2 separate regions of the Columba livia genome follow, and region 2 is linked to region 1. The links are chromatin contacts, called in public Hi-C maps. All regions are on one chromosome and are shown on one strand. The core of a region is the stretch at or near the end of the contact, and the rest is flanking DNA. Distances in the headings are between cores, read along the strand shown. Region 1 holds the start of GAS1 (growth arrest specific 1). Region 2 has its middle 18 kb from the start of TUT7.

Evidence for each region. Hi-C and Micro-C count contacts between places; a contact is called where the count stands out from the background.
Region 2: a contact with region 1 is called in a Hi-C map of crop, with 3 times the contacts expected there. The contact joins the enhancer-like site here to the promoter of GAS1 in region 1. A contact is called at or near these places in 2 of 2 Hi-C or Micro-C datasets (crop and liver).

Annotation. Positions count from the first base shown.
Region 1 is chrZ:53,007,657-53,014,756 of bColLiv1.pat.W.v2, reverse strand. GAS1 (growth arrest specific 1) reads right to left here and starts at 5,831. Exons shown (of 1, transcript XM_065045833.1): 1 at 2,309-5,831. The coding sequence starts at 4,882. The coding sequence ends at 3,929.
Region 2 is chrZ:53,197,890-53,204,225 of bColLiv1.pat.W.v2, reverse strand. No RefSeq gene overlaps it. Among named protein-coding and RNA genes, the nearest start is that of TUT7, 18 kb to the left of the region's middle. Within about 2 kb of position 2,100, at least 2 of the 3 cell types and tissues checked have an H3K27ac peak away from gene starts, as active enhancers do.

The DNA of each region.
Region 1 (7,100 bases), core at 4,582-7,081:
CCAAACCAGAGCTTTGCTCACCCTCACTGTAAGGCTTCGTTTCATAACAATTTTGAAAGTTACATATGCTTGCCTGTATAGATTGGTGTATATTGTTAAAAATAAACAGAGACCTTATGTTATGTCCATTGTGATTGCATACAAAAGCTTTGCTGTGTGCTTGGGTGATCAGTGAAGCTTGAATCTCCCTCTATTTACTGTATGGTCACTGTCAGTTCAATGAACTGCCTCCTTGTTCTCCACCATTGTCCCACACTCCCTTAAACATTTGTCACTGAAGTGCCTCCAAAGACAAATAAACTGCCACCAAGAATTCAAACCTGGTAACTGGGAATGAAAAGGAAGCAGAACCTACTGGATTATTTTACACGAAATGGTGGAGAGTTCCTTCTCCCCCCGGAAGAGATTGGCTGGACAGGACCTTGGCAAGGAGCACTTTCAAATATCCAGACAGATGAGAGAACTTCCTTTGCTGTGGAAAATCTCCCTCTGTCAGGGAACACGAAGTCTTTTCCTCGCTTAAAGCTGTCCTTGCTACATCCCTTGACATTTCAAGAATTTCCATTTGTCTCAAAATCAAGCAAAAGAAATAGGAACTTGATGGACATCAACATCTGCACAGGCTTTGTAGGCTGGGACACATACCAATACAGGAAGCCATTCCTCCTGTTAAATTGTGCTTACTCCGACAACACGACAAAACCCACAGAGCTATCTCCTTATGGGGAGAAGCTCACAGGACAGAATTAGTTCAGCTGTATTTATTGTACAATTATTTAAATTAAAACAATCCACTTTCTGTGGGGAAGGAAGCATACAGATGAGTCCTCCCTGCCTAGTGATGCTCAGTGTTGATTTATTCCAGGCAGATGCTTTTGACAGGAGCCTGTAAAATCAAGTCTTGAGTTTATTGTAGCAGTTAATTATCAGTTCTTTTCTAGTGTTAATGTCTTTACTCCTAACTGAAGAAAAATAAAGGCTTTTAGCTGGGACTTATTTTTTCATAAACAAGTTAAATCGTCCTTATGGGCGCTAACTGTTGACAAACTGAAAATATGTTTCTGAGCATCTCCTGAAGAACTGGAGAAAATATTTAAGATCACCCCTAAGCAACTGTCAACTCACCACATTGTAAGGAAAACTGACTCTGTTCACTGAAGTCTCACCCAACTACTCTGTCCTCTTCCTGAAGAAACAACATTTCCAGCTTTAACAATAAGCTTCCTCGACCATTCAGATGACTTTAAAAACGGACTCCAGATCATAGCCGCACAGCATACTCATGCACTTGTTTGGTATCACAACTGTTTGGAGGTTGGTTTATGCGTGTGCATGTGTGCCTGTGCGTGTTTATCGCTGGGCACCCTAATCAAATTCACACCCTAAAAAAATAATAAAATAATCTGTCATTTAAATAACTAGCCCAGAAGTGGGGATTTCTAATTTTGTTGATTTATACAACAGACAGATGTGGATTTGCCCTCTGTCCAGATCTGGTAAGATGAAAAAGGCACTATCTTGCTAATCTGTCGCCCCCTCAGTCAAAGTTTATTTGTGGTAGCTTTCAAAGTCCTGACTCGCCTTCCAATCAAGGCATTTAAAACTAAAAGCTTTAAATAAACAGTATGAATAGAAGATAAATAAACTTCCCCCCCCCTTTTTTTTTTCATGAGTGCCTAGCTTGACACAGTCCAAACTCAAATCCCCAGAGGACTGAGCCCTCTCTTTTGTGTTAATGTTTAAAAGATTTTCCAATGCTGGAGTTTATTCCTACTGCAAACATTTCTATTTACAAGGTCAAGTGTATCAGCACTCGACACAGCTTAAGAGTGTAATTATTTATCTAAGGGCGTTTGAGTGTAGATCAGTAGCTCTGGCAGCAAACCAGGCTTCAAGCACGATGCAAAGCAACTCCTAAGAACAATATTACAAGATCTAGTAATTGCTGATCCCCCCAGTGTGTTTACTTTTGCATTCTTCCTTGCGGGAGAAGGCAGGCTGAATGGCAGACTTCGGTGCGTTTTGTTGCAGCCCCCTCAATGCATGCGTCACCGCCTGCACGGGGCCTTGTTCGAAACGCTTGCCACCTCTGTGTGATGTATTTCTCACCATTTACTTGTTTGCACGCCTAGGAGCATTTCTAAGAGTGTCAGTGAGAGCAACGCGCCTCCACTTCACGAAGAAAGCACGGCGCACTACTAATTCCACATCCATGCAGGAGCAGTATCCCTGAATTGCTTTACTCCCTTCTGGCACTGGCAAGTTACCATGCCAACGCATTATAAAATCAGCCACTCTTTTAAAGTAGTACTTTCAAAGCTGTATTTACTTCTTGCATGTAATTATTCATTAAAGTAAGAATAGCAGTAATTTACATCTATGTAAAGTATTACAGGCAGACAGAGATTTGTTTGTTGTTTTTGGTTTGTTAATTCTGTGGTTTGCTCCCCCCTCCCCGCCTCCTCCTCCAACCTCGGGTGCTGAGAGTTCAAGTGTCCCTGGAAAACAACTTCACTACACCCATTATTTAAAGCTCTTTCTTTACTAATTTACACGTTTAGAAAATACAAAAAGCCATACATATTTAAAACACAGGCCGTTTTTACACCTTCTATAAAAAATACAAGGTTTAAGGCAGCTCAGAAATGTGTTTATACAATTCTACAACGTTCATAAAGTCTCTCAAAATAAGAAAGTTAAGTTCCAATCTATAAAATACACTGTACATTTGATGTTCTAGACAATGCTTCACCGAATCACTGTTGCTGATATCCCCTTAAACATAAAATGAAATATGTACCTTTTCAGAAAAGAATAGTAAATGCAATTATCTGGCAAATAGGATGTGGATTTAAAACTTTATTTTTTCTTAAATAAATTATCCCCAAAGCATACAATTTATAAAATTCTATGTACAAAGAAGAGCGACTGGTAACAAATCCCAGTTTTAAATACATTTTTCATATAAGATTTACCAGAGGTCAGCACCCTGATATGACAAGAGGCAATATAACTTTTCAGGATATTTGTACATACATGTTCTCGAGTTTAAAAGTGTCTTTCAAAGATGGCAGTGCAGAGCTCTTTTAAAACAAAAGTTGCATTGTTCACTATAGCCAACAACTCTGAAAAAAAAAAATCTCTTTTATGTGACTAGGTTAAAGAGGAATAGATGGCTGCTGGCACGCTTTTGTTATAGGGAAGATGTGTGTGCAAGAGCGAGTGCTGTAAACCACAGAATTTATTCAGTCTGCTATTTCCTTAAATTTAATTAATGGCAGATGCAGCATAACCCACTTTCGGGCACCACTGCATCGTGAAGAGCGAGGCTTGGCGAATGATAATCAAGTTGTTAACTAGCAAGCACGGCAACAGCTTTGGCACCAAGTGTGGATAGCTCACCTCTTCCTAACCTTCATGTCAAAACGCTTACAAAACGCCAGGGCCGGCACGCCGTCACCGCCGGGTTCTGGCGGGGTGGGGGCGGCTGGCAGCAGCGGGGAGCCCGCCGCAGCCTCTCCGTCTGCTCGGCCCCTGCCGCTAACACCGGGCGGGGGGGCAGCAACTGCATAGTGCACACTCCAGACCAAGCGCCGAAAAACGAGAGCCCGCAGGCCACTCCGCCCCGGCGGCTGGCCCGCAAGGCCGCAGCGGCTCAGCCAGCCCAAGGCTGCCGTGAAGGCCGGGCCGGGCGCGAACGGCGGCTGAGAGCAGCAGCGGGGGCGGAGTGGGGACCATCCGCCTTCGGGGAGACGCGGAGGAGGGGGAAGGGGCGCCCGGACAAACGGCCGGAGGCTTAATGGTCAGCGCGTTTAAAACCGCGCCGGGCGAAGGGGCCCCGCCGGCCGGGCCCGCCAGGAAGCCAGCGGCGGCCCGGCGAGGAAGGCCCGGCGCGGAGGAGGGGAAGGAGGGCAGGGGATGGGAGACGCTAGAGCTGCGGCAGCAGCGGCAGCAAGAGGGCGGCCAGCAGCGCGCAGGCTGCGGCGGCGGGTCGGCCGGCGCTATCCGCCTGCACGGGAAAGCCGGGCTCGGAGCCCGCATTGTCCTCCGCGTCGTCCCTCCCCTTCTGGCTCGGCTCCTCCTCGTAGTCCTCGTCGTAGTACTCCTCCAGGCCGCCGTCCGAGCCGCCGCTGCTGCCTGCGCCGTTGCCGCCCATGTCCGCGCCGAAGCAGAGGCGGGCCATGTTCTCCTTGACCGACTCGCAGATGGGCCGCTCCAGCCCGTCGCAGACGCAGTCGTTGAGCAGCACGGCCTTGGGCACGGCCAGCATGTCCTCGATGACGGCGCGGCACTCCGGCGTGCAGCGCAGCCCGTTGAACAGCTTCCCGCAGTAGGTCATGTAGCGGTTCAGCGCCAGGCTGCAGCGGCTGTCCCAGTCGCAGCGCCGCCGCGCCTCCGTGCAACCCATCACGCCGGGGCCGCCGGCCGCCGGGCTGCTGGTGCGGGGCAGGCAGGGCTCGATGGCGCGCTTGGTGGCGCGGCAGTTCTCGTCCTGCGCGCAGTCGCAGTCCTCCAGCGCCGGGCCGCGCCGGGTGTGGTTGAGCTGGACCAGGGCCGCGATGCAGTGGCTGGGGCACCGCCGCCTGGAGGAGGCGGCGGAGCCTGCAGCGGCCGCCGGGCCGTCCCCGCCGCCTCCCGCCGGCGGCTGCTGCAGGAGCACCGGGGCGCACGCCTCGGCGTACTGGTTGTAAGCGTAGCTGCACTCGGGCTCCCCCTGACACTGCAGCACCGCCTGCCAGCAGATCAGCCGCCGGCCCTGCACCAGCGAGCCCAGCGGCGGCCACACGGCGCCCAGCGCCGCCGCCAGCCACAGCCAGGCGGCCGGCCTCGGCCAGCGGCGCCCGCCGCCGCCTCCGTGCCGAGCGGGCGAGCGGGCCACCATCGCGGGCGGCGGCGGCGGCTGGCGCAGGCGAGCAGGGGAGAGGCGCTGGTAGACGACGAGGAGGAGGAGAAGGAGCTGCCGCCCGTGGAAAAGTTTGCAAAACTCCCGCCGGCCGTGTGCATGAGGTCTCCTCGCATCAATCCATCTGCGCCGGGCTCCCAGGCCCTCCAGCCCCCGGGAGCTGGAACCGGCGAGGCCGCCGTACGAAGCAGGCGCCCGGGGCCGTCCCGTGTCCCACACCCGCTGCTCCCGGCTTGGCGACGGCGGCGAAGGCGCTCGGAGAGATGGGGTGAATCAGTGCAAACGGGGGCTCGGAGGAGCGCGGCTTCGGAGTGGGCTGATGGACTTCCAGGCTGCGCCGGGAGAGCTCATGGTGCTGCCCTGCTCCTCATGCAGTTCCGTTTCTGTTTTTTCTTTTTTTTTTTCTTTTCTTTTTTTTGCACAAAATAAATGCCCAGCTGCTGCTGCTGCCTCCTCGGGAGCTTTTAACTCTCCGCTCGCAGCATCTCTGCACATGCCAGCCGCTTCGATCCCATTCACAGTCCCGGCTCCGCTCACTCCCTCTTGGTACGCCTTGCACTTTCGGGTGGCGGGGAGAAGAAACGCCTCTCCCCGTTAGCAAGAAGATAGCACGGGGAAAGAAGAGGCAGCCTTCAGGGTCTCTTTCTCTCTGGGCGACTGATGCTGCTTCTGTTGTCAACAAGCCCTGCAAGCTGCTCTGCGGATCCGTCTGTGGATCTTTTTTTCTTTGCAAGGCTTTAAATACAAAAGTGCCCTCCGAGCAGCAGCAACGTGCTCTGATTAGGCCTCATTATGCATGCATGGAAAAGCAAACAAACAAAAAAAATTAGCAACGCTTCTTCTTTTACACATCCCCCCAGCCTGCGCTCTCTCGCTCTCTTTCTCCTTTTCTCCACTTCTTTCTCCCCTCGCTCGGCCCCCTTTCCCTGCTTCGCCACTTGCTATTGGTCCAGCCTGTTGTTGAAACTTTTTTTCCTCCCCTCCTCTCTTTACGATCTGCTGGAGGGAGGGAAGGAGGGAGGGGGGCTGGAGGGCAGCTCACATTCAAAGCTTGAAAGGAAAGGCTTAAGGAGAGTGACAGCCCCCCGAGGAGCCCCTCCTCCCGTTAAGGCGGCGCGGCGGCGGTGCGGGAGGCGCGGAGCGGCGGCGGCGGGTACCGGGCGCTGCGGGGCTGGCCGGGCGGCGGCGGCGGCGCATCCCGGGAGCACCGGGCCCTGAGCCGCGGAGGCGGAGGGGCAGGCGGCCTGGGTCTCCGTGCTGCTTCTGCAGGGATGTTCTTCTTAAACTGTTCCTGCTCCTTACAGCAGGGAACAAAAAAGGTCTCTAGCCTGAGTGATGTGTGTACCCAAACTTCCCACTGAGTCAAGTGAGGGCAGAGCTGCTTCCCGAAAAGTAGGGTGGATCAGGCTCAAAAGGGGACCGACTTTGTTCTTACTGAAATCTAAACGCAGCTCCGGTTTTCAGTGTTAGTACGCTGAGAGAGACCAAAGCTTGGTCTCTTAGTGGTGTACTGCGACCCCGTAAATACTGCGACCATGTAAGTATTGCTTTGCTATGCCTTCAGTATTGCAGCATTCTTTCCACTTAACGATTTTAAACTCATTCAACTCAGCTTCTCGGTTGAGGTTTTTGTGCACAGGCTTAAGACACTGACCTACGAGGATGCCTGTTGACAGAAATACAGTAGATCTCAGTATAGTTCTTTGATACCTTATGAAGATCTGCCAACTAGTAAAAGTTGTTTCAAAGCCGTTAGTTAAGAGGCTGAAATGTGTTTCATTGAAGGCAAAAGTACCTTGCTGACGTCCTGCCTTGCTGTTACACTCTCTGTTCGCTTTGCTTTGCTTATAATGAAGTAGACACAAAAATATAAATATTAAGGCACAACGAGAAGGGCATAACAAATCAGTGTTGCAGTTACCCATTGCCTTTCGTTTTCGTGCTACCTTAATTCCAGAGCAACGTCGTCTCCAACCACAAGGGGCATCGGTATCTGCTGCCTGTCAAAACTGGCGCTTTTTTTCATCCTGAGACTATCAACTCCATCTGTCACAAAAATTACGACTAAATCTATTTTCCAGAAACTCGGAGATCTTGGAATCCTATGCGGTGTGGACTGATGTCTGTCTGAAAGTGCTTGGAAGGTGGAATGGCTGTGTGATGTGGCTGGGAGTCAGGGTGATTGATGTGTTGAGAA
Region 2 (6,336 bases), core at 851-3,350, 190 kb before region 1:
ACCCTGCAGCTCACTTAGCAAAAGGGATCAGATGGCTTCTGTCTCATTTATGATCTTAGTTTCTTCCTCCTCCTGTTCTTGTGACTGTTGTGCTGCACAGCAGGCTGCCTTTACTGATTCTTTCTCTGACTCCCTCTTAGGAGAGGCTTCTTCATCCCTTGCTAGACTAATTGACTTCTGCTTCTATTGTTTCTCTTTAGTTATAGGGTCAACTTTTATAGTCTCTGGTTTATCCATGGTGTCTATTGGTATGTTTTCAGATGCAGGGACCCTCTTTTCTCCTTGAGGGTGCTGCTCAACACTGAGCAGTGCTTTGTTGGTGCTGGCCAGGCCCCAGCAAACTGCAGTAGTTGTTCCTCTTTGGAATAGTCAGGGGATTTTTTTTTTTTTTTCATACATTCTATCGCTTCAGCAGCTTCCTATAGTTGTTCAGGAGTGAAGCTCCAGACCACTGGAGGTGAGAAGTTTTCTAGATACCTGCTCATATTCTCCCACATGCCTCGTCACTCATGGCCACACTGCCATGGGGCCTGGGTCAAATTCCTAAGTAGCTTGTTAACCTTATAAAAAGCCAAAACAACATTCCTAAGAAGCTCCAATATAAGTATTTTAACTGCCCAAGGATGTTCCAGTTCCTGAGAAGTTATTGTAATGAAAAAAGCATCATAGAAGAAGGTGGTGGAGGCGCTGCTCTTTATTTCCTCCAGAAAAAACCTCTCAGAGGGAGAAGTATAATTGTTAATTGTCTCCATGAGTTGGTATCCTAAGTACAGTAAGGCTTCAGTACAGAGCCCAAATACCAGGTACAGCTCCAGCCTAGTGTTTTAATAATAAATTTCTGAGGCAAAACATCACGAAGCACTACAGCACACAGCAAACTGCAAAAGCCAACACCATTCTTCAACAATAGAGCATGGCACAGGTCAGCTAATATTGAGAACAGATTAATCAATATCAAGTGCCACAACTGTTAACATATAAATCCCTTCTGATACACTCTGGCGAAATCTGTTATTATCTAAAGCCCCTTGTGCCCCACTTTAGGCACCAAAAAAGACCGTTGAGGTTTAACCCCTGCTAGCAAATTAGGCTCACGCAGATGCTTACTCACTACCTCCCTGTGGGATGGGGAGGGAATCAGAAGAGTAAAAGTGAGAAAACTCCTGGTTTGAGATAAAGACAGTTTAATAACTAAAAAGTAATAATAACAACAGTGAAAATAAAAAGGAAAACAGGGGAAACAAACCCCTGAAACCACAAAGAGATAAAACCAACCAAGCAAACAAGAAAGGCAAATTATATAGATTCAAACAGTTGCTCACTGCCAACCAACTGTTGCTCAGCCAGTCCCTGAGCAGTGCTCCCCACCCCCCCCAGTTTTGTTTCTGAGCGTGATGTCATATGGCATGCAATTTCCCTTCGGTCAGTTTGGGTCAGCTGTCCCAGCTGTGTCCCCTCCCAATTTCTTGTGTCCCCAGAGCCCACTCGCTGGTGAGGTGCTGTGAGGAACAGAACCTTGACTCTGTGTCAGCACTGCTCAGCAATAACGAAAAATTTTAACTCCATCCCAGCCAAAATCAGGATATTCAGTCAAAATCCTGGATGTTCACAACATTTTGATTGAGATGTTCAAATATGGACTTATTAGCAGAGAGCAATCTAATGAAAATCTCCAGGTGTTAAAAATGATTTAGAACTAGTCAGAAAGGGCATAAGGTATAAGGCAGAAAGGCCTTACATCAGCTGTGTCTTTACATCTGGGAGCCTACTGGGTAAATGCATGCAAACCCTACCGTAAGCTGCACCTCGAGACTGGGACAAAATATTGTCTTAGAAGCTAAAAAAACGCTGCCGACCTCAAGCCCCATACATTGCAGCTTGATTTCTGCTCACTAGATGGCAGCAGATTCAAAAGAATGCCCGAAAAACGCTCTCTGAAACTGCCCGTGAAAACAGGGTTTTCACTCACGCAGTGAAATAAATGTGCGGTAGTAAAACGTGATTAAAAATCTAGGTAGTCTGGCTAAGGACAACGGGGGAGGAAAAATGAAAGCACAGGCTACAGTCTGGTCTGGGGAGGGGAATCTTCTGCCACAGTTTCCATCCAACTTGTGCTGTGTCTGGCCTCCCAGGCTGGGGTTTCTGCTGTTCCCCAGGCTTGCTAGATTAAAGCTCATGTGCCTGTCCCTCCCTGTGCCACATCCAAGTGCTCGTTCTCGGTGGCGATTGCATCTGAGAGAATATTTCAGGAAGACCTTCTTATTCTAGCATACTTTCACCTGAATACTTTCTTTGCCCTGAAGCACAGAGACTGTAAAAAAGAGGGAAATATATTTAGCTGACTATCTTCATTGTCTTAAAAAGCTCTAGATAACCATCATATTTGATCTTTCATTGAGAATGGATTCAGTTGCCTCAGACTTACAACATGCCTATACCTGTTATAAAATGGGTAACTCAAGAAAGAAAGGACCTAAGGAAATATTTAATAAATGGAAATGCTAACAACTTCTGTTGGCATAGGTAGACTGTCAAAAGAGATGTCTGTACAGGAATGTGGATCTGTAAACTTCATTCCAGTTACCAAAGTTTGTCAATACAATTATCACAGAATCACAGAATGGCTGAGGTTGGAATGGACTCCTTGAGATCATCTAGTCTACTCACCTCTCTCAAGTAGGATCAGCGGCAGCAAGTTACTTTGGATCATTTTCAGTTGGGCTTTGAGTATCTCGAAGGATGGAGATGTATGTACTCTTATGTGGGATTGTTCCTCCTCAGGGGCAGGACTTTGCGTTTCCATTTGTTGAATTTTGTGGGCTGATTTCTCCATCTTGTCCTGGACCCCCTGGTGTATCAGCGCCCTTGGGGCACACCACTAGGAACTGACCTCCAATTGAACTTCACGTCATTGATCACAGTCCAAAAGCTAGAAGATGAGAGATGGGCCAGCCTTCCTAGCAGAAGTTTACACAGCAAACCTGTAGTGCAATGGGAATCGTGAAATGTTTCACACACTGGTACAACTTGCGCTCATTCCCCTCATGAAATAAACGATGCCGGCAAGGGGACCTTCTAATCTGCAGCACTGCATCTACAAGGCTTTTGCTGGCATAAGCAGAAGGTGTGATTTTTCCATGGCACAGTGGAGCGTAAACCAAGTAATGAAGCCTGGTTGTGACGCTGTCCCATGGCAGACATTCCAGGATATGTGCTCACTCCATAAAACAGATGTCTCCTACTCTCAGAGCAACCAGGGGATTTTGACAAGGTTGCTGATGTTATGGAAAATATTAAGCAATAATCCCTTCCATCAACCTAATTCCCAGTTCCTCAGATAGCTAAAAATGTTGTAAGTCTTTTATTATAGTGGATAGTTTTACAACCCCCACATGTTTTTTAGTTCCCTGGTTAACAGATTTTTTGAACACTATAATAAATTAGAGGTACAGAACATGACTAGTTGCTCACTGTGAGAAATTCTTGTTGTAAAAAGTATATAGATAGTATTGAGTTTCCTAATTTACTGTTTATAAGAAGCATTACTTTGTGAAAAGAATTAAAGACTTTCACTAAATACAGCCTAGCTACACACAGGTAGACATACATATATGTGTGCATATATGAATATGTAAATATAAGGGGTCACATACTCAGTTAATTTGAACTGATGTATTTCTATTGACTTCAAAAATAGAAAATAACCACAATTCAGGAAACAATACGGACCAAAGATCCTCTTACACCAAGATTTTCTCAAGATAATTGCCTATAACACCTGGGCTATAAAATTGAAAGCTGTGCACTGTGTATAGTCAGAAGTACTGGTCTTCTTCCAATTCAGTTCCTCCTGCAATCGGTGGTGGTGCTTTGTATGTCTAAAAATCAGTCTGGCTATGTAAGACCTGTGTGTTATCTTTAGGTATTTAAGCAGAAAACATTTGCTTAAGTTTAAAAGTAAACCCTTGTTATGGCTGTGCTTTTTTACTATGGGTTGTTAGTAAGAAGCTCTGGGCAGGCGAAGAGTAATAAGGCTTTGTAATTTTCTTCCATTTGGGGGAATTTCCCAGGGTTTTCCTCCATAACCCACTTTTGTAGCAATAACAAGCTACAGGACAAGACCCAGAAAATTATTCAGCCCTGAACAGTATCTTCTGTGTCACGTAGCAGCATGGCACAGGTGTAGGTGAAGAGACCTGTGTTGGCTGTGATACCCATGGGCTCATGTCAGGACCTGCGCTTCATTCTATGCTTTGTCCTGTGTCAGCGACCCCAGCGGCAGGACAACATGCCTTCCTGCAGCTCCAGCTCCCCTCCCTGGCTGCTCTGGATAAACAGGAAAGGCCAAGCTTTCCAATGCAAGCATGTTGGAGGACAGATGCTGGCTGCCCTGTTTTTGCCGGAGGGGCATGCAGGAGGTTTTCAGGTGTCCACTGGGAACAAGCACTACCTCTCTGCTGAGGCTGCCAGACGCCTGAAAATCTAACGTAAGTATCTAAGTCCCCAGAATCTTCCCAGAAACCATTTCAGGCTGGAGAACAGGACATAGCTGAAGAAATCAAAGAACAGTTCTGTTTAGAGGTAACAAAGAGGAATAAAGAGAACTACTGAATAAAGTAACTTTCTTGGACTAGTTTTCCCTTGTGAGTCTATGTGTTCTTAAGAGCACAGCTGACATGAGTAAATGTGGTTTTAGCTCCAGTCAGCTTTAACTATACACTGCTGGCACTTGAGGAATTGTTAGCATCATTATGGAGTGGTTTTCCAAGCTGTGGAGACACAGTATATCGACATGGAAAAGGTCTGTCTTCCTCCTAAAGGAAGCAGGACAATAATTACACATAAAAGACAAACAAATATTTTTTTTTTTTTTAATTCTTATCAAAATATACCTCATATAACATCCAGTGCTAGAAATACGTTGCATTATATTTTCACATGCATCAAGTTATTTGTATTTAGGCAAGTTTAAAAAGCCCTTTGAGTACATCAGGAATGTAGGAAGATGTAAATATTTCCGAAATGGGGAAACCAAGGAAGTGGACAGTCTTAAGTCAAAAGCTTTAAGATTGCCTTTCTGATGTTAGATCGTTAGATATATGTATTAGAGGATTATTTGGAAAGAAACAATGAGGTTTTGCCTGGACATATTGATACATATTGTTATTTATAGTTTCCAAGAAAGTGTGTAGGCAGTTTGGTTGCCAAAATCAGAGATGCAACTTTTTACACAAAACAATGCCAGTTTTTTTTATATATGTACCTAGTACATTTGCCCTTAGTCTGGAGCAAATCAGTTCTGCCTTTAACAGTTCCTTTGTGACAAGTAACAGTGAGACAACGTTATAAATGACTCAGAGTGGTTTAAGGCTTCTCTATAGCACAGGGAAAATTGAATTTTGCTTCTCTATGGGTGAGAGCAGAAAGGGGGCAGAAAGGTGAGGTTTTATGTTAGTGGTAGGGCTGGTGCTGGGGAGGAGGATGCAGGTAGGGGAAGAAATTCGGGAGGGATCAGTTGGACTCAGGAGAAAGGGGCTTAGAGGAGTGCCTGTTGGTTTCAGGGGGCTATAGGGCAGGGAAGGAGGGATGAGTGACATTTCAGGAAAATTTTTCAAGGAACATGGCCGGAGCTGCAGAGAGTTATGTCTGAGAGAGGTGAGAGATTTCTGAGGCCCTGCGATGCCAGGCACTCAGGCAGTAGGAAGGATGACAGGTTGTCACACTCTGCTTTAGTTATCAAAGGTGAGCATGGTCACAGCCAGTGCAGGCAGCTGGGTGATGGTGGAGGCAGGGCTGAGACAAAAAGCCTTTTTGTCTGGGAATGAGGCTCCCTCATTAGCACAGACTCCTCCAAAGCCACATTTTGCTGTTCTTCATGGCTTCAGGTGTTTCACTGGTCTTTTGCCTAGCTGTTGCTTAATATCTCTTTGACCCTTTCATGCCTGCTGGGGATCTGCAGGAGGAGTGGGAGCAGTCAAAAGGAGACTACACTTCTTAGCCTCCTCTGGAACATCTTGCCCACAGAACCTGATGAAGTGTGCCTTTCTTGTGTCACTTCTTGGTACTTGGATGGAGACAGGTACCAAAAGTAGCTTGATGCTTTGGCCAGGGGCACCCATTTTTAAGGATATTTCTCTCTCCTTCATCTTCCTCTTGTCTTCCCCAAATCTGCAACATCAAGCCACTTCCTAATTGTCTGATGTTGTTCCTGAGGTTGTTAGCTTGTATTAATAAATAAGCTAGAGCTCAGAGAGAGTGGATAAGGTTTTTTATCGCATTTCAATCATTAACAAAACTCTCCCCAGACACAAATTTGTATTGCCCCAAACAAATTTT